7 separate regions of the Mus musculus genome follow, and all the other regions are linked to region 6. Evidence: chromatin contacts called from public HiCAR-type, HiChIP or PLAC-seq, Micro-C and promoter capture Hi-C data. All regions are on one chromosome and are shown on one strand. Each heading gives the region's core, a stretch centred on a gene start, on an enhancer-like site or on the middle of the called end of the contact. The rest is flanking DNA. Distances are from core to core; before and after follow the strand shown. Region 1 holds the start of Arih2 (ariadne RBR E3 ubiquitin protein ligase 2). Region 2 holds the start of P4htm (prolyl 4-hydroxylase, transmembrane (endoplasmic reticulum)). Region 3 holds the start of Rbm15b (RNA binding motif protein 15B). Region 4 holds the start of Dcaf1 (DDB1 and CUL4 associated factor 1). Region 5 overlaps Dcaf1 (DDB1 and CUL4 associated factor 1). Region 6 holds the start of Rbm5 (RNA binding motif protein 5). Region 7 holds the start of Prkar2a (protein kinase, cAMP dependent regulatory, type II alpha).

Region 1 (3,914 bases), core at 924-3,423, 880 kb after region 6:
GAAGTATCTTGCCTAGGATCATACAAAGTCAACTAGCAGAGGCAGCATCAGAATTCCATTCTAAGCAGATTCTAGCCATCACTCTCAGGAGGCCTGATTTAAAGCTACAGAAATCTCACTAACTAAAGAGCATACCCTTTCAAATTCTGATTTCTCCTTAGGATCTGTCGAGAACATGGCTCACAGCTTTTTCACCAACCAAATAACCAAGTAGATGGGAATCCAGGTTCTTTAAAAGAATTGACTGTTTCATATACTTCCTGGTGTTCTAGATTCAGATCTAAATAAAGCTTTTTTAAAATAAAAATTTTATAAACACACATATTTTTGATACAAGGTCTCACTATGATGATGTCTGTCCTCAAACTCACAAGAGCACAGCTTCCTAAATGGCCAGACTAAAGGTGAGTGACACCATTAGGCTCTGTTAAGAGATTCCTGAAGGAAGGCTGGCCTTGCTGAGCTTAGTGGCACATTCTGGGATCCCCAACTTAGGAGTGTCAGCAGGAGGATCAAAAGTGGGAGACACTGGCTGGGCGTGGTGGCGCACGCCTTTAATCCCAGCACTTGGGAGGCAGAGGCAGGTGAATTTCTGAGTTTGAGGCCAGCCTGGTCTACAGAGTGAGTTCCAGGACAGCCAGGGCTATACAGAGAAACCCTGTCTCAAAAAAAAAAAAAAAAAAAGTGGGAGACACTGTCTCAAAATAAAGCACGCAAGAAAACTGAATCCTGACTTTGTTCAAAGGGCCAATGTGTTATTTTCTTAATGTCAAAGTATTCAAGATGTTAAATATGACTATCTCAGAGAGAAATGGTACAAAATTAGTACTTTTTCCAAGAGTTAAAGTCATCTTCAAAAAAACCTGCCACTCATTTTGAGCTGGTTTCCAAGACATGGCCACATACAAAAGGATAAAGACCTTTTAGTTTGAAGTTGACAGGAACACAAAAAAATTGGCTAGTCGCACAGATGTTTAACTCCAGTTGTAACACTTGGCCCTCAGTAGTCATTTATTAACTACATTTCGAAGAAAACTTCTTGGCTGAAAAATATGAATCAGCAACTTGTTTAAAAACTCAGCAGCATCCCGGGCGTGGTAGTGCAAGCCTTCAATGCCAGCACTTGAGAGGCAGAAGCAGGTGAGTTCGAGTTCGGCCCAGTCTACACAGTGAGTTCCTTGACAGCCATGACTATGTAGACACTGTCTAAAAACAACCAACTCGACACCGCATCTGTCCTAATAATGGCAGGTAGCCGCCGATTACATGGAGTTATTGAAAGTTAGTTTACTTTTAAAAAGTCAAATGTAGTTTCTCAGATATACTAACTACATACATGTCAACACGAAAGCCGTGTGTGGCTTAATGGCTACCATACTGAACAGCAAAGGTCTAGAACGTGTTCGTCGCCGACAGAAAGTTCTACGAGACAGAGTAACAAACAGAAGAACTAAGGCGAGCTCGTCCGAGAACACCACCGCCTCTCTTGAGGCTAGACCAGTGGCGTCGGGCGTGACCGGTCGCACGTCTCTGCGAGGCGCCCCGGTCTTCGCGCGGACACGGAACCCACGCGCGGGGAGGCCCTTTCCCAGGACGGGCGTTAACAAACAGTGCGGCTGGCGCTGCCAAAGCTCCCAACCACCAGAGAAACGGGGAGCCTCCGAGGCGGTGCGTTCGCCTGGAGCGCCCAGAAGGGCAGGCCCGAGCGCACCCGAGCCTCGCGGGCCAGAGGCCCTGGCCTCCGACCTCTCGGGGAGCTAAAGAGCCAACGAGGAAGAGGAACCCAGGAGAGACGCCAGGCACCCGCCGGCGCGGGCTGTCGCCTCCGGGAGTGCCTATCAGTCGGCGGGGAACGTCGGGACCTGGGACGGCCCGGCCTCGCAAGCGGCGGCGAAGGCGGAGCCCGGACCGCGCCGGCGAAACGCGCGGGGATCCCCCCCCTCCCGGCGGCCAGTCAAGAGTAAACAAGGCCTCGACTCCCGCCGCGCACTTACCGGGAGCCGCGACCTCGCGGCCGCAGAGCCCAGGCCGGCCGGACCAGGTCAAGCCAGACCAAACCAGGCTGACGGAGGCGTAGCGGCAGCGGAGGCAGCCGGCGGACGCGGCTCAGGCCCGCGCAGCTTCCTCCGGCAGAGCCGTCCCCCGCAGCTCCGGAAGTGTTCTGCGCCGCGCGTCACTTCCGGTAGGGGTCGACCTGCGGTCGCCCTGGAGGCTCCCAGGCTTCTGACGACTGCGTAGTCGGTTGGAATCGCTTCCTCACCATCCTCTAGCGAGAGCCCCTGGGAGGAACTACTGAGCGTTCGCTTTTGAAGGAATGATGTAGGAATTTGTTTCCTGCGTTATAGCCTACCAGTGTCTTTATTCGATAGTTAGTTTTAGGTTTTCTTGCGTGTATTTTGTGTGTGTCGCACGGCTCGCGTGCAGAAGAGGTCAGAGGACAATTTTCCGGGAGCAGTTTTTCTCCTTCCACCATGTGGGTTTCGAGGATCAAACACTTGTCAGGCGTGGCAGTAAGCGCTTTTTACCCACTGAGCCATCAGACCCTTAGATGAGGTATTTTTAGCTTTTTTTTTTTTTTTTTCCCCTGACCAGACGTCTACCCACTTCACTGTTTATACTCTGACGAACAGCGTGAGAAGACATTCTGGCAACACTGGAGTAGGTTAAAAAGATCATAGTTTCCGGGCAACTATGGTTTGACATGAGCCATACTCGGAATTTCTACGTACGTTAGGAGGAAGTTCTGGCCCATGAGCAATCAGACTTTAGTTTCTCATGACACTATCCCCCTAGCCACCCACTTCTCCGACTTCCACTCACCTTCACGACGGGTATTTTTTGTTTGGTGTGGTTATATTTAGAAGCAACTCACTATATAGCCAAGGCTGGTTTGCCTTGCTAGATTACCAGACCCAGAGATTCATACATCGTAAGTGTTTCGCTGCACAACTTCTACCCACGATATAGACTGCATTAGGACTCCAGTCACCAAGTTCTGGTCACCAAGCCTTGTTGTGGACTGATAGGAGGCTCGCTCAAGTAGCAACTCCATCGAGATGTTAATTACTGGAGTGAAGCCAGAGGCACTGTGAGGTAAATCAATGTTCGTGCAAATCTGTAGATAACCTAGTTCTACCTTTTCTGGAGTGTATGTATTGGTATTCAAGACACCCGGAAAAGTGAGGCAGAAAGAAAAAAGACCGTGTAATAGCCTCTTTTATGTAATTCTTGGAAAAAATATAACTGAAGAGACTTGGGAGTTGGCTGGGCCATTAAGAGCTCTTGCTGTTCTCTCCAGAAACCTGAGGTCCTTGCCCACTATTGATAATGTCCAGGGGATCCGAAGCCCTCTTTGAACCTCTTCCGGCACACACATACTTGTAAACAGAAAATTAAAAAAAAAATTTTTTTTTCTTTTTTGAGAAAAGTTCTCACTATATATCCCTGGATAACCTGAAGCTCTGTACAGACCTAAAACTTACAAACTCACATGTGTGCAGCCACACAATCTACTTAAAATATCTACAAATTTGGGTCATGAATCAAAATCAGGGGTAATCAAATGTTGAAAGTCGCTAGAACAAGAATAGCACTTGGGGTGCAAAGGCTAGGGGAATCATTGAAAGTTCCAGGCCTCGGGAGGCAGAGGCAGGTGGATTTCTGAGTTCAAGGCCAGCCTGGTCTACAGAATGAGTTCCAGGACAGCCAGGACTGCACAGAGAAAAAAAAAAAAAAAAAAAAAGAAAGTAAGTTCCAGGCCAACCTGGTCTACATACTAAGTGCCAGGCTGCCCAACAAGGCAGCCAGAGGTACATGATCAGTAATTATCTTTAACAACAACAAAAAAAGTAGCTGGGCAGTGGTGACACACGCCTTTAATCCCAGCACTTGGGAGACAGAGGCAGGCAGATTTC
Region 2 (3,473 bases), core at 177-2,676, 830 kb after region 6:
CCAGGCAAGGTCTGTGGACATAGTGCCCTCCCCATGTTGACATTGATAGTCTTTGGAGGACTTGGGGGGGTCTCCACAACACCATGGTTAGGTGTTTGAAGCCTATCATCTACTAAGAACTCAGAAAACAGGAGCTGTGTGTGATGTGGCTAAAATGGGTCACCCTAATAGGCTCTGCCCATGAAGGGTGAAAGACAGGAGTCCTAAGAATCTTGAATACTGGAAGCAAGAAGTTGGGCCTTTGAATGGTGCCCCTCTGGGGGGGGGGGGGCCGCTGGCTTTGAGGGTTGTCAGTTCATTCCAATATGGACGGCCTGATTCTCATCAGACCACAGGATTAGCTTTGGGAATGTGATCTCCCCAGAGGCCCCCGGGTCAGCTGGCACCTGGTTATCAGTCTCTCACCCTGCCCTGATCTGGAAGGTGATAGATTCGTAGCACAGACTGCCCAAAGATAACTTCAATAAACAGTTGGAACATTTGTCTCAGGGTCGTGCTGCCCAGCCTATGATGGAAGGGTCCGCTGAGGGAAGTGTGGAAAACGAACCTCTCTGTCCGGTTACGGAAAAGGAAGCTCTATTTTAGTAAACTGGATTCAGAGAGCGCATCTACGAAGCAGCCATGTTCAAAATAGTAAACACACGGTCAAAAGAAGCCTTGGGGTGGACACTGCAGCCTCCCCGGCCCTTCCCAGAAGTGTCCTGCAGACTTACCAAAAAGCAGCGGCTTGAGGCTGAGGGTTCGGATGAAGTGATCCCTGCCCGCGACCACCTGGACTTTCCGCTCATATCCCACCTAAAGGAAAAATACACAGCAGGCAGCTGGTGTGCCAGGCCGCACTGCTCAAGAAAAAGTCCCGTGTCAGGGAGCGACAGTAGCAAAGTAAGTAGGCGCGCGCGTGACCCGCACACAGTGATGCGTGGGGCACCGTGGTGGCCCAGAGCTGAGCCACGGTTCCTTCTGGCTCGGCTTGGCAGTGCTTGAAGCTCCGCTCGGGGCGGGAGAGGAGGGGATGTTCTTACCTTGATGCCCTCCAGCCGGGTGAGGGGACCCAAGGTTGGCACTGGCTGGGGGCTCTGCTCGCGGCGCTGGGGTCCGGGGTCTGTGCTCTCGTCTCCGTTGCTGTAGTGCACGAAGAGCAGCAGGGCCAGCACGTTGCCCAAGTACAGGTGCACGAACACCATCAGCACCAAGAAGTAGGCACGGGAACAGATGCCCCGCGGCTTGCACAGTGGCCGCACCGGGGCGTCTTCACTATCGCCTGGTCTGGTCGCTGCCCCGGAAGGGCGATGCTCCGGTGGTAGCGGCCACTGAAGATTTGAGGCCTCCTCGACTGTCTCAGCCTCAGGCCGCTGCACGGTCGCCACCGCTGCCGCCATGGCGCCCAGGTCGCGCGCGCGCCCAGGGGAGGGGCCGCGGGGGTGCTCGCGTTGCGCAGTCGCTGGGACCCGGACGGCAGAGTCAGCGCGCCCGGCGGTCACTAGGAGACGGTGCTCCGGGATGCTGTGCCTACACGGAGCCGCACCCATCGGTCCATACTGAGATCCTGGGACCTCGCTCACACCCGGCTGGTCGTTTATGGAGCTGTATATACTCCAGTGCAGAAGGCCATCCACAAACATGGAGGCACATCAGCGGAGCACCGTTAGGACAGACACCATTGCAACTAGTAGTTTCTTGGTTCCCGGGAGAAGACGCCCCCCCCCCCCCCCCCCGGCCCCAGAAAGTGTAGTGGGCATTTTCTCACTCTTGGGAGAAGGGAGTCAGAGAGTGATAGAAATGGGACATACGACATAGTGGGATGCTGAGGCCAATGACTGCACACTGGATGATGAGATTATAGAGCAGTTCCCACGAGTTCGATTTATTTAACTAAAACATTTTATGTCTATGGGGTGGTTTGTTTATGGGTATGTGCACTCCATGCATGTCTGTATATGAGGACAGAAGGGGCGTTGGAGCTGGAGAGACTTACAGACGTTTTTAAGTCTCTATGTTGGTGCTGGGACTAGAACCGGTGTGTTCTCCAAGATGGATCTTAGCTAAAGAGCCTCTCTCCAGCTTCCGTTTTTGCTTTTATTAAAATTTTTTTCTTGTTGTTTTTTGTTTGTTTGTTTGTTTTGTTTTGTTTTGTTTTTTCGAGACAAGGTTTCCCTATGTAGCCCTGGCTGTCCTGGAACTCACTTTGTAGACCAGGCTGGCCTCAAACTCAGAAATCCCCCTGCCTCTTGCCTCCCGAGTGCTGGGATTAAAGGCATGCACCACTACACCCGGCTTATTATTAAATTGTTTTTAAACAATACACACAAACAAAAAACCAAACCAAACCAAAAAAAAAACCAAAAACAAAAAAACAAAAAAAACACCCCAAAACAAAAACCAACCCAGACAGGGTCTCATATAGTTCAGGCTTGCTCATCAAACTTGAAAGGAGCAGAGGATAAATTTATTCTCCTGCCTCCACCTCTCAGATGCTGAAGTTAGGGCTGGAGAGATGGCTCAGTGGTTAAGAGTACTGATTGCTCTTCCGAAGGTCCTGAGTTCAAATCCCAGCAACCACATGGTGGCTCACAACCATCAGTAATGAGATCTGATACCCTCTTCTGGAGTGTCTGAATATATATATTTTAAAATGCTGGAGTTACTAGGTATGCACCAAGATATTCAAGATATTCTTGAAGGTCCTTCGGCAGTCAGACTGGACCACTGAGGGAATCCTGCAAGTCAGACTTTGGTGAGAGGCTGCCCAGGGTGCCCAGGTTGGGCTCCACCCAGTGTCCCTCAAAATGAAGCAGGTGCTGTTTGTGACGCTTGCCTTAGCTCCTGGATGGGAAGAGGGAGGGTGGAAGGCTTTCCCCTAATCAGGACACCTCTGAAGAAAATAAAACTCAGATTATAAAGCAGCGGCCAAGGCATTTTTTTTTAAAACAGTAATTTTTCACAATGTATTATTAATTTTATATCTGATTCCCAGTAAATTCATGCTTGCTTTCTTTCTCTTCTTTCTTTCTTTTCTTCCTTTCTTTCTTCTGTAGCTGTCTTCAGACACTCCAGAAGAGGGAGTCTTGTTTCAGATGGTTGTGAGCCACCATGTGGTTGCTGGGATTTGAACTCCCGACCTTCAGAAGAGCAGTCAGGTGCTCTTACCCACTGAGCCATCTCACCAGCCCAAGGCATTTTCTTTTGAACGCTGCTCTTAGGCTGACCTATGTTCCCCCCTCTCCCAATGCAGTAAAGTGCTATATCGACAGCTCACTTCCAACATTCTACAATGGCAGGCTTCTTCAGGGTCACTAAATGCCAGAAGTTTATTAGCTAATCTAGTTATCCTTGAGTACTTTGTTAATCTTCCTAACCCAGAAGATGATAGGTACTGGAGTTTTCTGGGTCAGAAGGAAATAGGTAGCAATAAGCGATCAGCACCAATGGTCCTCCATCTTCATAAGAAGAGGGAACAGAGATCTCTGGTAGCA
Region 3 (3,542 bases), core at 850-3,349, 880 kb before region 6:
GTGATGGTGGCTCCTCTCCTCAGCACCATGTCTGCTGTTGCTGAGGGAGTTGCTGCCTGACTCCTTGGTCCCTTCACTGGAGTGGTTCTCCTTGCGGCTACGCTCAGGGGTGCGATCTGAGCCTCGCTCAGACTGCTGCCCCCCACCCTTGGTCCTGCTGCGTTCCTCGTAAGGGGAGTGAGTTGTCCTCCCACGGTCACTGGAGAGGCTCCTCCGCTTGCGTCTCTCTTCCCAGGGCTTGGCTATGCTCCGGTCCCCATCACCCCCCCAGCGCTCACCACTCCGGCTGCGAACTGAGCGGCTATAGCCCTCCAGGCTGTTTCTGCGGTCTGAACTTTTACTGAGGCTGGTCCAGTCCCCTTCCAAAAAGGTCCGGTCTCGGTCTGAATACAGAAGGTGTGGAGGGGTCCTATCCCGCACCCTAAGGTCAGCATCCAAGTTCCGATGCCGGGTATATCCGTCAGTGAGCAGCTCATAGTGCACAGGGAGAGGTGAGGGCTGGTACTGCTGGGGATAGCGAGTCTCCTCGGCTTTGGCAAAATCCACCCGGAGCCTGCGATCTGGACCACCCAAGGGGAAGCCCCTCATTTTAGCACAGGCAGCCTGGGCTGCGTCCAGGCTCTCGTACTGGATGTAGGCAAAGCTGTCTCCTTTGACGTGATCGATGGTCCGAATGCTCCCGAAGCGATCGAATTCCCTGGCCAGGGCCGCCAGCGAGGTGTTAGGTCCGAGACCACCCACCCAGAGGCGGGTGGTGGGGTTAGCCTTGCCGTAGCCTATCTTTATGGGGTTTCTGCCAATCACCCGGCCAGACATAGCCACCTTCGCCCTGTGTGCCATGTCCAGATTCTGAAACTTGAGGAAGGCATAGGCACCACCCTGGCCGCGGGCAGGCCTCTTGATGACCACCTCCTCGATGATGCCGTACTTCTCGAAGGCCCGTCGAAGCTCCACCTCAGAAACACTGTGGTCCAGGTTGCCGATGAAGAGGTTTCGAGTGGCTCTCTGATCATCCTCCGGCATCAGGTCCTCCTCGCACACGGCCTGGTAGCCGTACGGGCGGCCGCGGTCGTCGTACAGCCCGTAATAGTCCAGGGCTCGCTCTCGAGACAGTCCCACGGCCGCCGCGGCAGCAGCATCCAGGGCGAAGGCTGCGGCGGCGTGCCGCGCGCGGGGCTCCCGCAGGGGCGGGGCGGCTACCGGAGACAGCGAGCGCTGCTTGTACTGGTAGCCACCGTGCAGGGGCAGATAGCCCAGGGGGTCGGCGGGCGCGGGAGGCCCGGGGGGCGGCGTGGAGGCGGCGGCGCTGCTGCTGCTACTGCGCCGGCTGCTCCCGCCGCCGCGCAGGTACACCGGCTCCACCTTGAGCGGGCGATCGTAGAGCAGCAGCTGCCGGGCCAAGGCGTGCTGGCGAGCCTCCCGCGCGTCCTGTGGGTGCCGGAAGTTCACGTAGGCCACGCGGCCCAGCTCCGGGGTGTGTGACAGGCGCAGGCTGATCTCCCCGAACCGCTTGAACTGGTGGAAGAGCCGGTCCTCCAAGTGCTCGGCCGGCAGCGCGGGGCTCAGGCTGCTGATGAGGAGCGTCTTGTACTCCGGAGCCGCGGTGGAGCCCGGACCCGCGGGTTCCGCCCCGGGGGGCGGCGGGGGCGGCGGGAGTGGAGATGCGCGGGGCGACGCGCCGCCAGCACCCGGGTCCCCGGAGGCCTTGCCGGTGCGTCCCCCGCCTCCGGGCGCGCCCGAGGAGCGCCCGCCGCTCGCCCGGTGATTCGCATCCCCGGCAGCGCGCCCGTCGCGATGCCCGCCGCCTCCGCCGCTGCCGCGGGGCTTGTCGCGAGCCCGCGCCGGGACCGGGTGCTTGGTACCGCCGGAGGCCTTGTGCGCTGCCCGCCGCCCGCCCGCCTCTGCCTCTCGTTCGCGCTCCCGCGGCCGCTTGGCGGACGATGACGAGCCACGCCCGCTCGGGCTGGAGTCTCGCTCGCTCTGCCGCTTCATCGCGCCGGTTCGGCGGGCGGGCGGGCGGCCCGCGGGTCCCTCAGAGCGGCGGCGGCGGCGGCCCAGGAGGCAGCGCCCCCGGCGCCGCCATCTTGGACAAAAGGACTCGGCGCGGCGGCGGCGGCGGGGCGGGGCGGGAGCGGCGCCGAGGGGCCCGGCGCTGCGTTATCAAGCTGCGCCGGCCGCGACACGTGACCGCGGTGGGCGGGCCGAGAGTTTCGCTCGCTGCCTATCACGGAGCTCCGTGGCCCCGCACCACGTGACATCTTGGCAACCAGAGGAAGCGGCCTGTCTTGCGAGCTTTGGCGCCGCCGCGTGGCTGCCGGAGCCCAGGCACCCGGCTCCTGGGTCGCGCGCAGATTCCCTCTCGAGCTCGGCAGGCCGCGGCTGCGCTTTCGCTTTGTGCTCCAGGGCTTGCTTGCTACTCCGGGTCCGCCTATCTTTTTCCGCCTCGGGGCCACGCCCACCGGAGCAGGTGTGGCCGCTTGGCCCGAAGCCAAGTGTTGCGCGTCCCACTCCAACCTGCCACTAGATTGAAGAAACTCTATTTCCTTCCATGGAGTTTTCTGATTAGGACCAGAGTTGGCCCCCTTGAAAATAGACACACAAGGATGCCTACACCCTGCCTAGGACCCACATCCAGGCATCTTATGCATTCGAATTCTTCAGGCACTGTCCTGATAGACACAGGTGAGACCTCCCCGGGGTCCAGGTACAGAAACTAGAATGCGTTTGCAACCTACAGACAGGCATCTTGGTGCCACTGGGTCCAAATTTCTGCTGTAGGTGTCTGGGCGGACAGGAGGCTGGGAAGGTGGGGCTGCTGAGCCAAGGGTAAAGAGCAGGTAATGCCATTATCACTTCTTGCCAAGTTGACAGACTGCTGGCCAGTGTTCTGACCACATCCAGGAGATGAGGTGAAGTACCGGCAAGAGTACTCAAAGGCCCCTAGGGCTTATGCTCTCCACAGACGGTTGCTGGATCATTGATGCATCTGTAGGATGTCGAAGAACGCACCCAGCTCTTCCCTCCTCCCATAAGCAGAAAGCAACCAGCAGGAGGAGAAAGTGCAGGAGGAACTTGGAAGAAACAGCAGAGGGCTTCATGTAAGGCCCTGCGAATGCAAAGTGAATTTGGGGACCACACAAGAAGATAGCTAAGACGAGCCTTTTGGAAAACATAACTTCTTAGCAGTTGCTCCTTTCTCATTATCTCTGGAGGCAGCAGGAGCAAAGTTTCCCCACTGAGGCACAGTTCACAAGTGCCAGCAAAGGGAGCAACTGAAAACCACAGTGCACACAACTCCCTCAGGCCTTCCACTACAACCAGCTCACACTGCTTCTTTGTAAACCGATTCCTGCCAACTTTGCCAAAAATATAGGTAAGCAAGGGTCCTTGTTCTGATGCTAGACTGGAACCCCGATGAATGAATAGTTTAAGTACCAGGCGGGGTAAAGATACGCTATGGTCTGACCACCTGTACTCAGCTCACAGTTCTCCTTCTGCATAGGCTGAGCCAAATGTAAATGTCCTTTAGACTTAACAGCAGC
Region 4 (3,831 bases), core at 424-2,923, 950 kb before region 6:
AAAACATTTGATTTAGGGATGGAGAGGTGGCTGAGCAGGTAAGAGCACTGACTGCTCTTCCAGAGGTCCTGAGTTCAATTCCCAGCAACCACATAGTGGCTCACAACCATCTGTAATGGGATCTGATGCTCTCTCCTGGTGTGTCTGAAGAGAGTGACAGGCTACTCACATAAAATAAATAAATCTTAAAAAAAAAACCATTTGATTCAAGTCTGCTATAGAGTCTAAATAAATAATGGTCATTATAGCTCAAGAGACAAGATTTCAGATGCACAGGAGAAAGCTGTGTTGTAGCAAGAGCGTGATTACAAGTTATATGCCTGTAGCACTGCTATTCACCCTCTAGAATTTGTATTTCAAGCAGCTGTTACTCCAAGCACATAATTGAGTGAGGAAGGAACGAAGTGCTCAGGTGGGTGGGGGTAGGGTGGTAGTGGATTTAAGCCCTAAGATACTGGCTGCTGCTTTTCTCTTTCTTTCTTTCTTTCTTTCTTTCTTTCTTTCTTTCTTTCTTTCTTTCTTTCTTGCTTGCTTGCTTGCTTGCTTGCTTGCTTGCTTGCTTGCTTGCTTGCTTGCTTGCTTGCTTTTCTTTCTTTTCTTTCTTTGTCTCTTCTTCTTCCCCTTCCTCTTCCTGCTTTTTTTTTTTTTTTTTCCAGAGGGAAATCTCTGTAGCCCTGGCTGTCCTGGAACTCACTCTGTAGACCAGGCTGGTCTTGAACTCAGAGATCCGCCTGCCTCTGTTTCCCAAGTGCTGGGATTAAAGGCATGCGCCACTGCCACTACCACTCTTCTGATACAGGCTTAGTAACAGCCGTAGAATCTGATCATGACAAGAGGTCCACAGTGTCTTATAATTTCCACAAGAACGTATTGGCTGTAATCGCTCTATGGAAACGCACAGAACTCGCTCAGAATGCCAAGAACAATAGTGAGTTGCATGAATCCTGACGTCTGGGTAGGTTTTGTCAAGATTCTGCTCAATTGTGGAGTTATCGTAATCTTCCATGTTATCACACAGAATCGCTGGGTCAAAACCAGATCCTTCCGATGCAGCTTCCCTTTGGTTTGTGAAGTTAGGCAAGTCATTTACTGTGGGTTTCATTTTCCTTAACTCTAAAATTGATAAATTGAATTAGATGGCCTCCGTGATTAGTTGTTTTCACCAAAGGGCTTTCATTTTTCTGCCTCACATATAATACATGGTAACTGATGTTTTTTGATTCCTGTCGAATATGTTTTTAACAGAAAGACAAAGGAAAACCGACGAATTTCTAACGAGTACAGTTGTTTCTGAATACATTTGTGTGAAATGCATTCTTTGACCCTGGCATCCTTCCGAGCCTGATGTGGCAGTGTCCTACTGAGCCCTTAGATGACACAGGGTAGAATTAAGTAAATTCGGGCAGCCCGGGCTTTTAGAAAGATCTATTCCTTCCTTTACTTTTCACTTCCGCCTTAAAGAAAACTACGAATCCCAGAAGTCAATGCGCTGAGGTGGTGCTTAATGGTAGGTCTAGCGCCATCATCCCTCCCCCGCCCTTAAACGCGGAAACTTCATTTCCCAGGAGCGCTTTGATGTCCCTCGGCTCCTCCCCCTTCCCCGCTCCGGAGCCTCGCGCCAACGTTACACACCCGCGCGCGCTGAGTGCGCGCGCGACCAGTACGTAGCCTGCGAGTGACGCATAATATGTGGGCCGCTCAGGAGCCGTGGTCGCGCTGTGTGTGTGTATATGTGTGTGTGTGAGTGAGTGAGGGAGAGTGAGTGCGGGACCAGAGGCAGTGTGTGAGAACCGTGGCCGCTGGAGGGGTCGGGGGGAGAAGCGGCGGAGCCGCTCGCGAAGGTGAGCGGGGTTAGGAAGGGGCCGGCTCTCTGGCAGGGGCACGAGGAGAGCGAGCGCGCGGCCCGCTGGGCGGGAGAGTGGGCGCCGCGCTGGGGGGAGGGGCGGCACCTGCTTCGGCTGCGGGCGGCGAGGGGCTGGGCGAGCCCACCGAGGCGGCTGGGCCCGGGGCCTGACGAGGCTCTCCTTCCGAGCCCGGGCCCGGGCCCGGGGGCGGGGCCTCCGGCTCCTTCCTCCCGTCCTGTAAAGAAGCCTCTTTAGAGTAACTCTTCCGCCGGGGTGTGGAGGGCAGGGGATGCTCGCCTCTACCTAAAGGAGGTGCTCTTTGAATCTCTCTCTTCCACTCCAAGTCTCTGTCCCTCACGGGACGAGGGGCATCTTCTTTCCCATGCCGCCCGGCGGACCCCTTCAGGAACGGTGTCCCCGCCTCCAGCCTCAGTCACCTGGGCGGGCTTTTCCCTCGGTCGGCTCCGTGCCACCTCCCACTTGCACCCTCCCGGCTCTCCGACCGGGGAGGGGGCGGAGCTCGGCGGGAACCCCTCCCACTTGTACAATGCAGTAGCGAGGGGACGGGGAGAGAGGTATGTGGGTGTCCAGACGCCCAGAGTCTGACCTAAGGTTGCCTGCCAGGTTTCCCCAGCGCTTATTCCGAGGGCTTTTAGTTGTTTGTTGGGCTTTCAAGGGCATTTGCCATACTTTGTCTTCTGTTCCTAGAAAGTGTCGGTCCGTTTCCTCTTACTGCTGTGGTTTTAACATTTGATGAGGAAATACTCTTGCGGTGTGTCTAGTAGTAGTTTTTGAGGAACAAATGACTCGTTTTTTGTTTATCTTACGTTGCTCTTTTTTTTTTTTTTTTCCCGGAGCTCATTGTAGTCTAGGCTGGCTTCGAACTAAGATATCCTTTTATCTCTGCCTCTAGTATTGTAATTAAAGGCGTCTGTTACCACTGCCGGGTTTGCTGTTTTTTTTTTTTTTTTTTTTTTAACTTTCAGGCAAAGACTTTTAAGTAGCATGCACGTTTTAACTTATTGTAGCACTATCTTCCTATTGCAAGCTTTTGAAGGCTTTTTTTCTCCTTGGATTTACTGGCATTTACCTTCAAGGCTTTTATAAGCATATGTACATTTCAGTCTGATCTCAAGATTTGTGTTTTTGTTTTTTGAGACAGGGTTTCTCTGTGTAGCCTTGGTTGCCTTGAAACTCAGTTTAGACTAGCCTGGCCTCGAACTCAGATCTGCCTGCTTCTGCTTCCCCGAGCACTGGGATTAAAAGTGTAAACCAGCCGGATGGTGGTGGTGCATGCCTTTAATCCCAGCACTTGGGAGGCAGAGGCAGGCGGATTTCTGAGTTCAAAGCCAGCCTGGTCTACAGAGTGAGTTCCAGGACAGCCAGGGCTACACAGAGAAACCTTGTCTTGAAAAACCAAAAAAAAAAAAAGTGTAAACCAGCACTGCCCCACCTTAAGATTTGTGTTTGTATATAGCAGTTACTCATTAACCATTTCGAACTGGGATTTTTTTGGGTTGTTAAGGTAATTTGAGGAACTTTTTTGAGCATAGTATTTACTGTTAACAGTGTTGTGTATTTGTTATTTTTTTTTTTCTCAGAAATCCACCTGCCTCTGCCTCCCAAGTGCTGGGATTAAAGGGATGGGCCACCACTGCCTAGCATAGCCCCTCAAACTTTTAAGTAGGAAACTAAAAATAAGTGATAATCTTTCAGTTTCAACTGTTAACTGCTTGCTGTATCTTCTTGTGTTAATTTTATGGAATTTGAGCTGGTAGGTACATCACCTCTAAATACTTTGTACACATTCTTATGAGTGAGGAAATTTCATGTGTATAAATTGATATTTTAAACATTTACGAATTCATATTCTGTAATATAGAATTTTCACTAGCTCCCACAACTGTTTCTATTTAATAGAGAAGTTGAGTTTTTTTTCCCCCAAACAATTTGATACTTAGAGAAGTTAAGTAAGAATTCACAGACA
Region 5 (3,571 bases), core at 138-2,637, 930 kb before region 6:
TGAAGCATCTAAAAATTTGAAGTTTTAATAGTTTGAAAGGCATTCTGATACATCAAAATCCTATTCTCCCCCTTTTTTATTTTAAAAACAGACAAAGATTTTTCTATTTATTTCATGTATGTGAGTACAGCAGAAGAGGGCATCAGATCCCATTACAGATGGTTGTGAGCCTCCATGTGGTTGCTGGGGATTGAACTCAGGACCTCTGGAAGAGCAGTCAGTGCTCTTAATTGCTGAGCCATCTCTCCAGCCCAATCCTACCCCTTTGATACTTTGCTTAAGGTTGTTCTTTGAGAGTCTAATTCCAGCATCTGGGTGGTGGAGGCTAGCTTGGGACACATAATGAATCCTTGTTCCAAAATTTTTTTTATTATTATTTGGGGCTATATTGAAAAGAAAACATTTTGAACTTTATTTTTTTTAAAGATTTATTTATTTATTATATGTAAATACACTGTAGCTGTCTTCAGACACATCAGAAGAGGGTGTAAGATCTCATTACGGATGGTTGTGAGTCACCATGTGGTTGCTGGGATTTGAACTTAGGACCTTCGGAAGAACAGTCAGTGCTCTTAACCACCGAGCCATCTCACCAGCCCCCATTTTGAACTTTATAAAGTCAGTGACTGAACTTCGTTTAGAACACTGAGCTGATTAATTAAACTGGGAAGGTTAGCAAAAGTCATGTACTGATAAAATGATTGTAAAATTGTGCCATTGCTTAGAACCAGGATTATCACCCTTTGTGTCTGTGGGGTACTGGGAATTAACCTAGGCCTTAATGCTTTGCAAGTACTCTACTAGGAACTTGTGTTCTTCAGCTCTTTTAACTTTTCTCATTTTTGTGGCAGGGTCACACAAAGTCCCTAGACTGGCCATGAAGTATGGCTCTCCTGTCTACTAACTAGGCCAGCACTGTTACATGTAGTTTACTTTTGTTTGTTTGACTTTTTTTTTTAATGGAAGATGTAGCAGTAGGCAATTAATGCTATTCACATCAACCTAGCAGTGGTGTCGGTGAGCATTCCTTGCTGCCCGCCCCATTGTTCTTGGTTCCCAAAAGAAAGACACATACATGCAGCCTTATATTTTACTATACCTTAAGCATCTTGATGGCTGGGCCACTCTAAACCTCCATGCAGCTAGCATGCTTTCCTTTTCTCTATTCCTGAATTATTACTTACTAAAACCTATATTCTATCCTGACTGCCCCGGACCCAGGCCTACAGCCCTCCTGGGCCATGATCCCCAACTCTTACATGTTGGCTGTCTCTGTCCTATACTTTTCAGGCTTGCTCTTCTCTCCTATCATGGCGGTTCTAATTCCTCCTTCCTCTCTTGGTTCCCTTGTCTTCAAATCCTAAAGTCCCGCCTCTGTTCCCTGCCTAGCCATTGGCTGCCAGCAACTTTATTTACCAATCAGAACCAACTGGAGGTAGGGACCCTCAGCGTCTTACATGCAGATTCTCGTGCAATTTTGGGAACCCAACTAACATAATACAATCGTTAGACCAAATTCACAACAGAAGAGTTTATTTTGCTTACAGTTTGAAGGAATAAAATATAGTCCTTCACATAGGGAAGGCAGGGCAAGGCAAGGCAAGGAAGGCATGGCAATAGGTAGCTCCATGGTAGCAGGATTATATAGCTGGGACTTTTCATCTCTTCACATGTGCAAAAGAAAGAGTAGAAACTTAAAGAAACAAAAACAGAAAAAAACCCCAAACCAGGTTTATTATTTTACTGCATACCCTACAATGGTGGGCAGTAATAAGAATACTACAGGCGGCCCCATTCCTTGTTTTCTTTTCTTTTTTTAAAGATTTATTTATTTATTATATATTTGTAAATACACTGTAACTGACTTCAGACACCACAAAAGAAGCATCAGATCTCATTACGGATGGTTGTGAGCCACCGTGTGGTTGCTGGGATTTGAACTTGGGACCTTCAGAAGAGCAGTCAGTGCTCTTAACCGCTGAGCAATCTCTCCAGCCCCCATTTCTTGTTTTCTACCCGCATAAAAACCTTTGGTTTGCTGAGGGTGTAGCTCGTTTGTATGCGTCATGTTTAGCAAGGCCCTGGGTTCTATTCCTATCCTTCCTCCTTACCCTGACAGGTCTTTGAAACATGAATACTTTTTGTATTAGGAAGGAAAGATGGATGTTGTAGAATTTTAGCCTTTCTTTTTCTTTCACTTACATCCCCTTTTCCTATTTATTTTCCCTTCACTCTAGCTTTTCTTTTCTTTTTTTTTTTTTTTCAAGACAGGGTTTCTCTGTGTAGTCCTGGCCGTCCTGGAACTCACTCTGTAGACCAGACTGGCCTCGAACTCAGAAATCCACCTGCCTCTGCCTCCCAAGTGCGGGGATTAAAGGCGTGCGCCACCATGCTCAGTCACTCTAGCTTTTCTTTTGTGAGACCCTGGTTCTCTACTCACATGGCTCTTTATAGCAGCTTAATATTATGTTAAGAAATTTGTGATGTTTTTGATTATTCCACTATAACATGTGTCCTTATTGTTTAGCACCTAGCATCTCTCCTGCTTCATAACAAATTTGCCACAGAATTTGTTGCACATGGTGGAGTACAGAAATTACTGGAAATTCCTCGTCCTTCTATGGCTGCAACTGGTGTGTCCATGTGCTTGTATTACCTGTCCTACAATCAGGATGCTATGGAAAGAGTAAGTCTAGTCCATTCAGGTGAAGAGGATGGGATTTGATGGGGACCATCTCTTTAAAACAGCACATTCACAAAACAATGTTTGGATAAAATGAATAGTTGAAAAGATGAAATTCTTATGAAAAACATGAGTCGTGTGAATGTATAGTCTTCATAAAGCATTCTAAAATGTACAATTGTTTAGAAAAATTTCTGACTACTGAGAAACTGCAGGACAGATGTTCCACAAGCTATATTTGCTTTCTGTGATTTTTGTGGCAATACGATTAGTAGCCAGGCACTTTTCATTTGTCTCTCAGTAGAGCTGTATTATATCTTAAAGTCAATTAATTTTAAAAACAGGTGATGCTTTGTATATGTTAAATAATTTGCCATGGGTTATAAACTAATTCTACATGTTCTCATTGTTAGTTTGAGTCTTTTTTTTTTTTTTTTCATTAAGTCTGCCATGTTTGTAACATCTTTTTAAAAAGTGAGTGGGTTGTACATTTGAAAAGTGATGGCTCCTGGGTCTCTCTTGGAGAGGGCTTATCATTTCTGTATCACATTTTGTACAATATATAACTTTTTATGTGTGTCTTGTGTATGTGTTTGTTACCCTGGCTGGCTTGTCTCACTCTGAGGCCTGAGAGGACATCCTCAAACTCAGAGATTCTCCTGCCTCTGTCTTCCAAGTGATGGGATTAAAGGCCTGTGCCTCCACTGCCCAGCAGCTCAGCCACTTTTAAGAATGTTTGTGCTGGGCATGTTGGCATACACCTTTAATGCTTGCATCTGGTTTAGTATATTACTTTTCTTCCCCCCCCCCTTTTTTTTTTAAAGATTTACTTACTAAGAAAAAATTCAGATATAAATACCAAAAAAAAAAAAAAAATGTATGTATATG
Region 6 (3,814 bases), core at 1,133-3,632:
TTTTAATTACGTACGTTATTTGGAGCAATAGTCTGTCACAGGACTACATGATATCCTATGACATAAATAAGTCTTTCTTGGATGTCAATTTTATCTATCACAAGAACTGGCCTGTCAATAATAAGATCATGTGAAGGCTATGTTAAGTCAAATGATTTGAGGTCTCCATATCCACAGTTGCTGAAACAGCCAACAGTTTTCACCTTTGTTTGTTTAATGTATCTGGACCTACTGGGGATTGATACTCATGCCTCATAAACCACTGACAGGCGAGCTGTATCCCAGTCCTAATCTGTTCTATGTTAACTAGCTTTTCCCTTTCTCGATCGTCTTGATGTAAGCCACGCTCCTAGGCTGCTCAGCTTTGAGCCTCCCAGGCCACTGTATCTATCACTAGGGAATAACAAGGATTGGCACTCACTCACTGCTTCTCAAGCAGGCTTTGAATAGCTCCTGCCCACAGCTGGAACTTTCCATGGCCTACTCCACACTGCTTTCCTTAACCTAGTTCTTAGCCTTTGGACTGCACCTCCGACAATACTTTCCCCAAGACACTTCCCTTTCTCCTCATGTGTCCAGACAGTACTTTACATTTTTTATCCTAACTGTTAACTCTCACTAGACTGAAGCTTGTGAGAACAGAATCATGAAAGTAGTCATTTGGAACACTTGAAACACAATAGACATTTAAATATTCATTTGCAAAATAAATAATTTATTACTGTTGTTGCTTTGTTTTGTTTTTGTTTTTCCTTTTTTGAGACAGGCCTTCTCTATGTAGCCCTGGCTGGCCTTGAACTCAGTGAGATTTGCCTGTCTCTGCGGGGATTAAAACCTGTAAGCTGCCATCACCACACAGGGCTGAATAAACAATTTTAAACAAATATTTCAGTCCCAACTAAGCTGTTGAGATCAAAGGCATGTCATGTATTGAAACTCACCTTTTGTCTGAACCCATCGTCTCACGGAAGAGCTAGCACACTGCTTCAAAAGGCTTAAATTTTCCCCTAGGGGTGGGAAAGAGAAAAATTGCAAATTTCAGAGATCACTTAATTCAAGAACCCTACAAACTGGGATAGAAACTGTGGCTAATACTTAACAATGACTAAAAAGAGGAAGGAAAAGGAGGCTGTCAACACTAAGTCATAATTGTGTTAAGAAGCAGGAAGATGAAGGTCACTTTAACATATTAAGATCATATATTCAATAAGAAACTCAAGAAGGGTGAAGGCTTTAGACACCTTGGACACTCCCACTACAATTACAAAGCAAAAAGCTCCTGATTTTCATAACCAAAGCAACGCTATTTATTGAGATGGACAATGATTAAAGCATTCATCCAACTGTCTTCGTTAATATAAAATTCAACACTAAAATTGTAACACGATCTCAAATTTTTCTGACAAAAACTTAGAAGCTGGAATGCTGATCTGATTGAAATTTACATATATAACACATCGCCTGATCTCAATTTATTTCAGTAAGACAAGACCAAACCTTGACTCGGCTTAATATCTGTGTATCAATAACACCTATGTCTTGGACCAGCCCTGATCGACAACAGGCCACCGAGTGACCCACAGCCTTTCCCCGGCCGATTGGCCGTAATAAAACATCACACAGCTATGATGCCTGTGATGTCCCAGAAACTATAGTTACTGCCATTTCTAGAATCTGGTCTTTTAAAGCAAGCACTTAACAAACATTCGTTGACTTAAAAAATAAGAGACATCTAGTGGGTCAAGTTCCGGGGTCGAACGGCTACGGCTGTCCCTTGTTTTCGCCCGAGATGCCCGCACCCACCTCCCAGGGAGGTTGCCCATGCCCACCTCCGCGGGGTATCGCAGCCGAGATGGCGGCGCAACTGAATCCGGCATTCAGTCCATCTTTCTTATCTTCCATCCATCCCTCCCCACACCCATTCCCAACCACCTTTCGCACAGCGAGATTCAGTTGGAGACTCAGGGCGATGATGGCTTAAGAGACTGCCAGGCGCTCCACAGCTCCGCACGACAGGGGATTCGGGACAACGTCCCAGCAAGAGACAAACAACTCCAAAGAGGCGGGTCGAGGACCGGGCTAGGGGGCAACCTATGAAAGCCAGCAGAGCCAGAGGCGAGGAGGGGCGCGGCCCTCAAGCGCTTGCTTAGTTTAGTCTCTTCAAAGACTCGGCTGAGCGGTCACCTCTGGCGGCTGACAGGCAGACTTAAGGGACAGCACCAATTGCAAAATCACTGGGGTGTAATGGACGGCAGCCGCACTCACCCCCACAGAGGGAACAAAGCAGGAGCAGTAGCGGCTCTGCGCCCCAGAACCTCCTACAAGGTTCGGCCGCTCCACAAAATGGCGTCTCCACCGACCGTCTTCTCCTACCCACAGTCCCTCGCGCGTCGACCTTCCCCCACCTCCCATCCTACCCGCCTCTCCAGAGGCGTCCAATCAGCGAGGGTGCCGGTCTGCGCGAGGGCTGCCGGGAAGTGTGGTCGCCCAGGCAGCCTGTCACTATACCCTGCGTTAATTTTTTTGCGTATTTCATCTGCTCCATGACAAAGCTGCCATTCAGCTTCTGAGAACCCGGATGTGAACTTTACCAGCGCTTGACACACTGTAAAACGTATAATCCAGTTCGTAGAGAAGGCATACTACGGATTACTTCCCTAGTCGTTTTACAAACATACAGAGCTAATAATTCGGTAAACTGGAAACTGAACTAGCTTGTTTTCAGAAGCCATGCCAGCACTAGAATATGAACTCCAGAACAATAGGGATATTTTGTTGTAAGACCCTGCCACAAGCAAACAAAACAACAATAAAACCAAGCCTGTGAGATAGCCTCATCAGGTAAGGCTTACTGCCAAGCCTAAAACCCTGAGTTCCATCCCTGCAATTCACAGGATGGAAAGAGAACCACGCATGAGAGTAGTCTTCTGATGTGGCAAACATGGATGTGTGTTCAAATACACCAACAATAAGTAAATGCAAAGCAGCCCAAATTCAAACCAAATCATCACCCAACTACACATTAAAAAAAAAAATCCAACAAAACAGACAAAACCCTAGAGGTTCCCCCCCCCCCTCTCTCTGCTTTTTGTGGAGATATTGTCATCCAGTTGCCATAACTTGTCCTCTGCATATGTAGTTATTAGGGAGCAGATTTCCCTCATTTTTTTTTTTAATTTTTCTTCCCTTCCCTCCCTTTTGTTTTCTTTAGAAAGGGTCTCTATAGTTCTGGTTAGCCTGGAATTCACAATGTAGACTGACCAAGATCCATCTCCTTAGTGTGGGACTGTTTCTGACCCTCCAGTTTTCACCTCCTTCTGGGATTACAAGTCTGATAAGAATAACGGTGTGCAGGAATTAGGGTGACTGAAACTGGCTAGAAATGCCTGATAACACAGCTGAAGGAACACATACTCAACATCTTTCTTTTGTATCTATGTATTCTCAGTATACAATTATGTAAATGTTAAGATATGCCCAATTATGGTTGAGTATATATAACACACTTAACCGCAGAAAATATACATTTGTCTGCAGATCATAGAAACCACTTATAGCAGGGTGTGGTGATCCATGCCTATAATCCCAGAGGTAATTGGATCTCTGAGTTCAAGGCCAGCCTGGTCTAAAAAGGTGAGTTCCAGGAAAGCCAGGGTGATATAAAGAACTCACTCACTGGTTGCTGGGATTAAAGGTGAGCCACCATGCTGCCAATTCAATTTTAAACTCAAAAGCTACTCCCCTATCCCTAGACAGATTCCATCCAGGGATGAATGGCATCCTCTCAATTGTGTCTGTCTGTTGAGTAGAATTG
Region 7 (3,594 bases), core at 995-3,494, 920 kb after region 6:
CCAGCTCTAGCCTGCTTTTTTTTTTTTTTTTTTTAATTTAAGATAGAGATTCCTCTGTGTTGCCTAGGTTTGTCTTAAATTCCTGTGTGCAAGAGTGATTTTTTTTCCTGCCTCATTCTCCTGAGTAATGGGATCTACAAATGATGTGTTACTATACTAGGTTAGGGTGCCCTCTGAATGCTGTCTGTTGGACAGATGGATGGTTAGGCTGTGCTGAATCTGTTTAACAGGTCAGGAAAACCAGACTGTTTCTGACAGAGGCCAATAGGGTTTCAGTGTACCGGGAGACCCTGTCCACACCCAACTCTGTCAACAACCTTTCTCTTCTCTATTTTGTAATTGAGGTCAGAGTCCTAACTCTTCATTTGCCTGTGCCCCATTTAAAACATGTAAGACATGATAATGTGGGAAGACTGGAACTTGGAGTTGTGAATTTACCTTTCCACAAGCTTGGCTGTAGGGTTGCTTGCAGAGAGGCAATTCCCTTGGTAATATGGTGCAGTGGTGGGGGGGGTCACATCTAGGTTTTTTGGATTGTAATGGCAAGATTTGAATCCTGGAAAACTTTTAAGAGTTGGCTAGACTGGGCCGTGGTGGTGCACATCTAATCCCAGCACTCAGGAGACAGATCTCTGAGTTCAAGGTCAACCTGCTCTAAAAAGTGAGTTCCAGAACAGCCAGGACTACACAGAGAAATCCTGTTTTGAAAAACCAAACCAACAACCTCTCCCCTCCTCCCATACCCCCCCAAAAAGAGCCAGTCTGCTCAAGAGAAGACCCATCTCCACTGTGTTGCTTTGCTTTTTTGTTTTTGATTTGAGATAGTTTCATGTAACCCAGGCTAGACTTGAATTATGTAGCAGCTTTGAAAGAAATGATACATATTATGAGACTGAAGTCAGGAGAGCAGTTTCTGCTTCTTTTGTTGCTGAAATGTATCATTTGTTCCTTCTTCATTCATTCATTCATTCATTCAGTCTTCACAAGTATGCTGTCAGTGCCTCCAGCCAGCATGCTGGATACTGCTTCGCCGCCACTCAACATACATTCAGGGACACATAGCTGTTTGTAGTCTCAGGTCTACCTAGCTTACAGCCTGGACTGGCCCCTACATTGAGTACCTCAGTAAGGTGTTCCCCTGTCACCATACACAGCTCAGTTCCCAGCAGCCTGAGGTTTTGGGTTTGTGCCAGGCCTTTATGGGCGGTGCTAGTGGAGATCTTAATTAATACTGGTTAATTACCAGGTGGTGCTTAACAATCCCAATACCCTTCAGGTTCCCAAGCTCACGAGTTGCTGGCTGGTTCCGGCAGGGAGAGGGAGAACAGTATTCTCGCTGGCTCTTTGGCCAGCACCTAGGCTGGATATTCCAGAAAGGTCTGTAACTTCTTTTGTTCAAGTTTGGTGACAGGAGGAAACAAGTTGAGGAACAGCAGGTGCCTCTCTAGTTCACCTCTGCCCTCTTCCCAAAGGCAAAAGACAACACGGTCTGTGGTCTGCTCAACTTCACCAAGTAGTGTGGCCCAGGGTTGAGTGGGGAGGAAGGAGGACTCTAAGTCTAGGCCTGAAGACCAAGATGGAAGTGTCCAAAAGGAGGAACAAGCCCCGAGGTCTGTCCAGCTCCTGGCATTATTCTGCTTTCTTACTGCCCACAATCGGCTGAGCGAGCTCTTTCAGGGTTATTTCTCTGCTTGAGGCTCACAAGTGACTATCTCACTGAAACTTTTACTTCCTACAAAGCCTTCCCCCTTTGACATCTCACGACGTCATATTAGACTCCTTAGGACCTCAGGCAGTCAGGCACGCATCGTTCTACCTGTCAGTCAAGGTGGTTCTTCTGACTTGACTAGGTCTTTGTTCCTGTTGTACAGGACTTTCCTCCAGATCGTTCTCTGGGCAAACCTGCTCAGTACTTTAGGCTTAGCATTAATGTCGTTCCCTAGAGTAAGCCCTCTGGCCCTCCACTAGAGCAGGGGTCAAGGTGAGGTGGTCCTGTGTCACTTCAGTGACCCTGGCACTCCTTTAAGAGGCTCGCAGCATGCTCCGAAAGCATGAGTGAAAGGTTTTTGTGACCAGGCGAGACGCACTAACCAGCCCGCCTCGCAGCCGGGCCACTCTTTCCTCATCTCCGGGGCCTCCCGCACCTTGACCATGGGCTGCTCCGAGAGCGGGAGGCTCAGCGGCGCACGCGCACTCTGGGCCAGCTCCTGGCCGGGGACGCGCACGCCCGCGGCCGCGTGCGTCACAACCCGGGCGCCTGCCGCGCCCGTCCAGCTTGCCTGCCCGGCGGTCCCCGCGGCGGCGGCGGCGCGGCGGCGGCAGCGGCGGCGGCTGCGGCCGGGTGACAACAGCAGCGGCGCCAGGCTGGCTTGCTAGCGGAAGGGTCGCGCGGCCCGCACAACAAACTCAGACCCGGCCAGAATAAGGCGCGACGCGAGGAAGGCCGAGACGGGCCGCGCGGGAGACCGCGGGCGCGGAGTGACAGGCCGGCGTGAGGGAGCGCGCAGGTTGCAGCCGCCGGCCGCCCGGACCCGCCGGGCCCCTCGGACGTCGCAGGCATGAGCCACATCCAGATCCCCGCGGGGCTCACGGAGCTGCTGCAGGGCTACACCGTGGAGGTGCTTCGGCAGCAGCCGCCCGACCTCGTCGACTTCGCGGTGGAGTACTTCACACGCCTGCGCGAGGCCCGCCGCCAGGAATCAGACACGTTCATCGTCTCCCCGACGACCTTTCACACGCAGGAGTCCAGCGCAGTCCCCGTCATCGAGGAGGACGGGGAGAGTGACTCGGACTCGGAAGATGCCGATCTGGAAGGTAGGCGGGCGGGGCAAGGCCGAGGTGCGATGTGGGCACCGAGTGAAGGGTTCAGGGAGGGACCCGAGGGCCGACCAGGGGTGCCCTGGGCTCGGCTCCCGGCCTTACCCTGGGCCGAGACCCGAGAGCTCTCCAGCCCAGCTGCTTGGGTTCCCCGGCGTGTGAGCATTCCAAATTGAGCTCCGCGGTTCTCTGAGCCCGAGCGTTCACGGAGAGTGATTTGTCAGATTCTGCCTTGAATGAAGCGTGCGCGTTCTTTGGTCCGCGTGGTGGCGCGGAGCTTGAGTCGGTCCCGCCAGAAGCTGCTCTGCCTCTTTGCCTTAGACCCCATAGCCTGCTTGCTTTCCGAAGACAAGAGCACCAGCACCCGGCAGCTCGCCCCGAATAAACCGGATGATCATTTCATTTGCAAAGAATTCCGTTTTGGAAGAGTTATTGCTGAAAACTGTTGGAGACGAGGCCGATCGCCTTGATTAAGCAGGAACTCAGTAGGTAGTTCAAGCTGACCTCGAACTTGGGGTCAACTATCTACCTCTGCCTCAATGAAAACCTTATAAGCATACACATAAGAGGAACGATGAGCTGAGCCCCTCCCTAAATGCTGTCACTCACATTCAGTAGCTGAACCTCCTCCCCCAATACTGCCTGCCGCTCACATTCAACAGTTATCAATATTTTCACTATTGTTTTACCTATATATATATTTCCTCTCTCCCTTTGCTCAAGTATGTAAAGGAAATTTCAGTTATGCCATTTTATTCGTGTCCAGTTAATTATGCG

What was found. Promoter capture Hi-C pulls out the DNA fragments that hold promoters and counts their contacts. Hi-C and Micro-C count contacts between places; a contact is called where the count stands out from the background. HiCAR-type assays count read pairs that join an accessible place to other places. HiChIP or PLAC-seq counts read pairs in DNA pulled down with a chosen protein or histone mark.
Region 1: a contact with region 6 is called in an H3K27ac HiChIP or PLAC-seq map of microglia, with 7 times the contacts expected there. The contact joins the promoter of Arih2 here to the promoter of Rbm5 in region 6. A contact is called at or near these places in 3 of 115 datasets of contacts at active chromatin or transcription factors (astrocytes, memory CD8 T cells and microglia) and 2 of 9 other capture datasets (adipose tissue and liver).
Region 2: an H3K27ac HiChIP or PLAC-seq map of large pre-B cells shows a contact between it and region 6, with 7 times the contacts expected there. The contact joins the promoter of P4htm here to the promoter of Rbm5 in region 6. A contact is called at or near these places in 1 of 39 promoter capture datasets (cranial neural crest) and 1 of 115 datasets of contacts at active chromatin or transcription factors (large pre-B cells).
Region 3: a contact with region 6 is called in a HiCAR-type map of astrocytes, with 4 times the contacts expected there. The contact joins the promoter of Rbm15b here to the promoter of Rbm5 in region 6. A contact is called at or near these places in 1 of 39 promoter capture datasets (pre-B cells) and 2 of 115 datasets of contacts at active chromatin or transcription factors (astrocytes and large pre-B cells).
Region 4: a HiCAR-type map of astrocytes shows a contact between it and region 6, with 2.2 times the contacts expected there. The contact joins the promoter of Dcaf1 here to the promoter of Rbm5 in region 6. A contact is called at or near these places in 2 of 484 Hi-C or Micro-C datasets (cardiomyocytes and pre-megakaryocyte-erythroid progenitors), 3 of 115 datasets of contacts at active chromatin or transcription factors (astrocytes, embryonic stem cells and memory CD8 T cells) and 2 of 9 other capture datasets (adipose tissue and pancreatic islet).
Region 5: a contact with region 6 is called in a Micro-C map of embryonic stem cells, with 6 times the contacts expected there. The contact joins the enhancer-like site here to the promoter of Rbm5 in region 6. A contact is called at or near these places in 2 of 39 promoter capture datasets (cranial neural crest and hippocampal neurons), 18 of 484 Hi-C or Micro-C datasets (the G1E-ER4 cell line, cardiomyocytes, cerebellum and 6 more), 2 of 115 datasets of contacts at active chromatin or transcription factors (astrocytes and embryonic stem cells) and 2 of 9 other capture datasets (embryonic stem cells and pancreatic islet).
Region 7: a contact with region 6 is called in a promoter capture Hi-C map of liver, with 3 times the contacts expected there. The contact joins the promoter of Prkar2a here to the promoter of Rbm5 in region 6. A contact is called at or near these places in 1 of 39 promoter capture datasets (liver) and 1 of 9 other capture datasets (adipose tissue).

What each region holds. Positions count from the first base shown.
Region 1 is chr9:108,647,235-108,651,148 of GRCm38.p6, forward strand. Arih2 (ariadne RBR E3 ubiquitin protein ligase 2) reads right to left here and starts at 2,174. Exons shown (of 16, transcript NM_011790.5): 1 at 1,995-2,174.
Region 2 is chr9:108,596,186-108,599,658 of GRCm38.p6, forward strand. P4htm (prolyl 4-hydroxylase, transmembrane (endoplasmic reticulum)) reads right to left here and starts at 1,427. Exons shown (of 9, transcript NM_028944.4): 1 at 1,023-1,427; 2 at 714-795. The coding sequence starts at 1,379.
Region 3 is chr9:106,884,976-106,888,517 of GRCm38.p6, forward strand. Rbm15b (RNA binding motif protein 15B) reads right to left here and starts at 2,100. Exons shown (of 1, transcript NM_175402.5): 1 at 1-2,100. The coding sequence starts at 1,992.
Region 4 is chr9:106,820,251-106,824,081 of GRCm38.p6, forward strand. It overlaps Dcaf1 (DDB1 and CUL4 associated factor 1), which reads left to right and starts at 1,674. Exons shown (of 24, transcript NM_001373930.1): 1 at 1,674-1,841.
Region 5 is chr9:106,841,609-106,845,179 of GRCm38.p6, forward strand. Dcaf1 (DDB1 and CUL4 associated factor 1) reads left to right here. Exons shown (of 24, transcript NM_001373930.1): 9 at 2,528-2,686. Among named protein-coding and RNA genes, the nearest start is that of Dcaf1, 21 kb to the left of the region's middle. Within about 2 kb of position 1,388, at least 1 of the 459 cell types and tissues checked has an H3K27ac peak or open chromatin away from gene starts, as enhancers often do. A contact at or near this core is called in embryonic stem cells, where this site is marked.
Region 6 is chr9:107,768,620-107,772,433 of GRCm38.p6, forward strand. It overlaps Rbm5 (RNA binding motif protein 5), which reads right to left and starts at 2,383. Exons shown (of 25, transcript NM_148930.3): 1 at 2,266-2,383; 2 at 942-1,007. The coding sequence starts at 958.
Region 7 is chr9:108,689,899-108,693,492 of GRCm38.p6, forward strand. It overlaps Prkar2a (protein kinase, cAMP dependent regulatory, type II alpha), which reads left to right and starts at 2,245. Exons shown (of 11, transcript NM_008924.3): 1 at 2,245-2,814. The coding sequence starts at 2,559.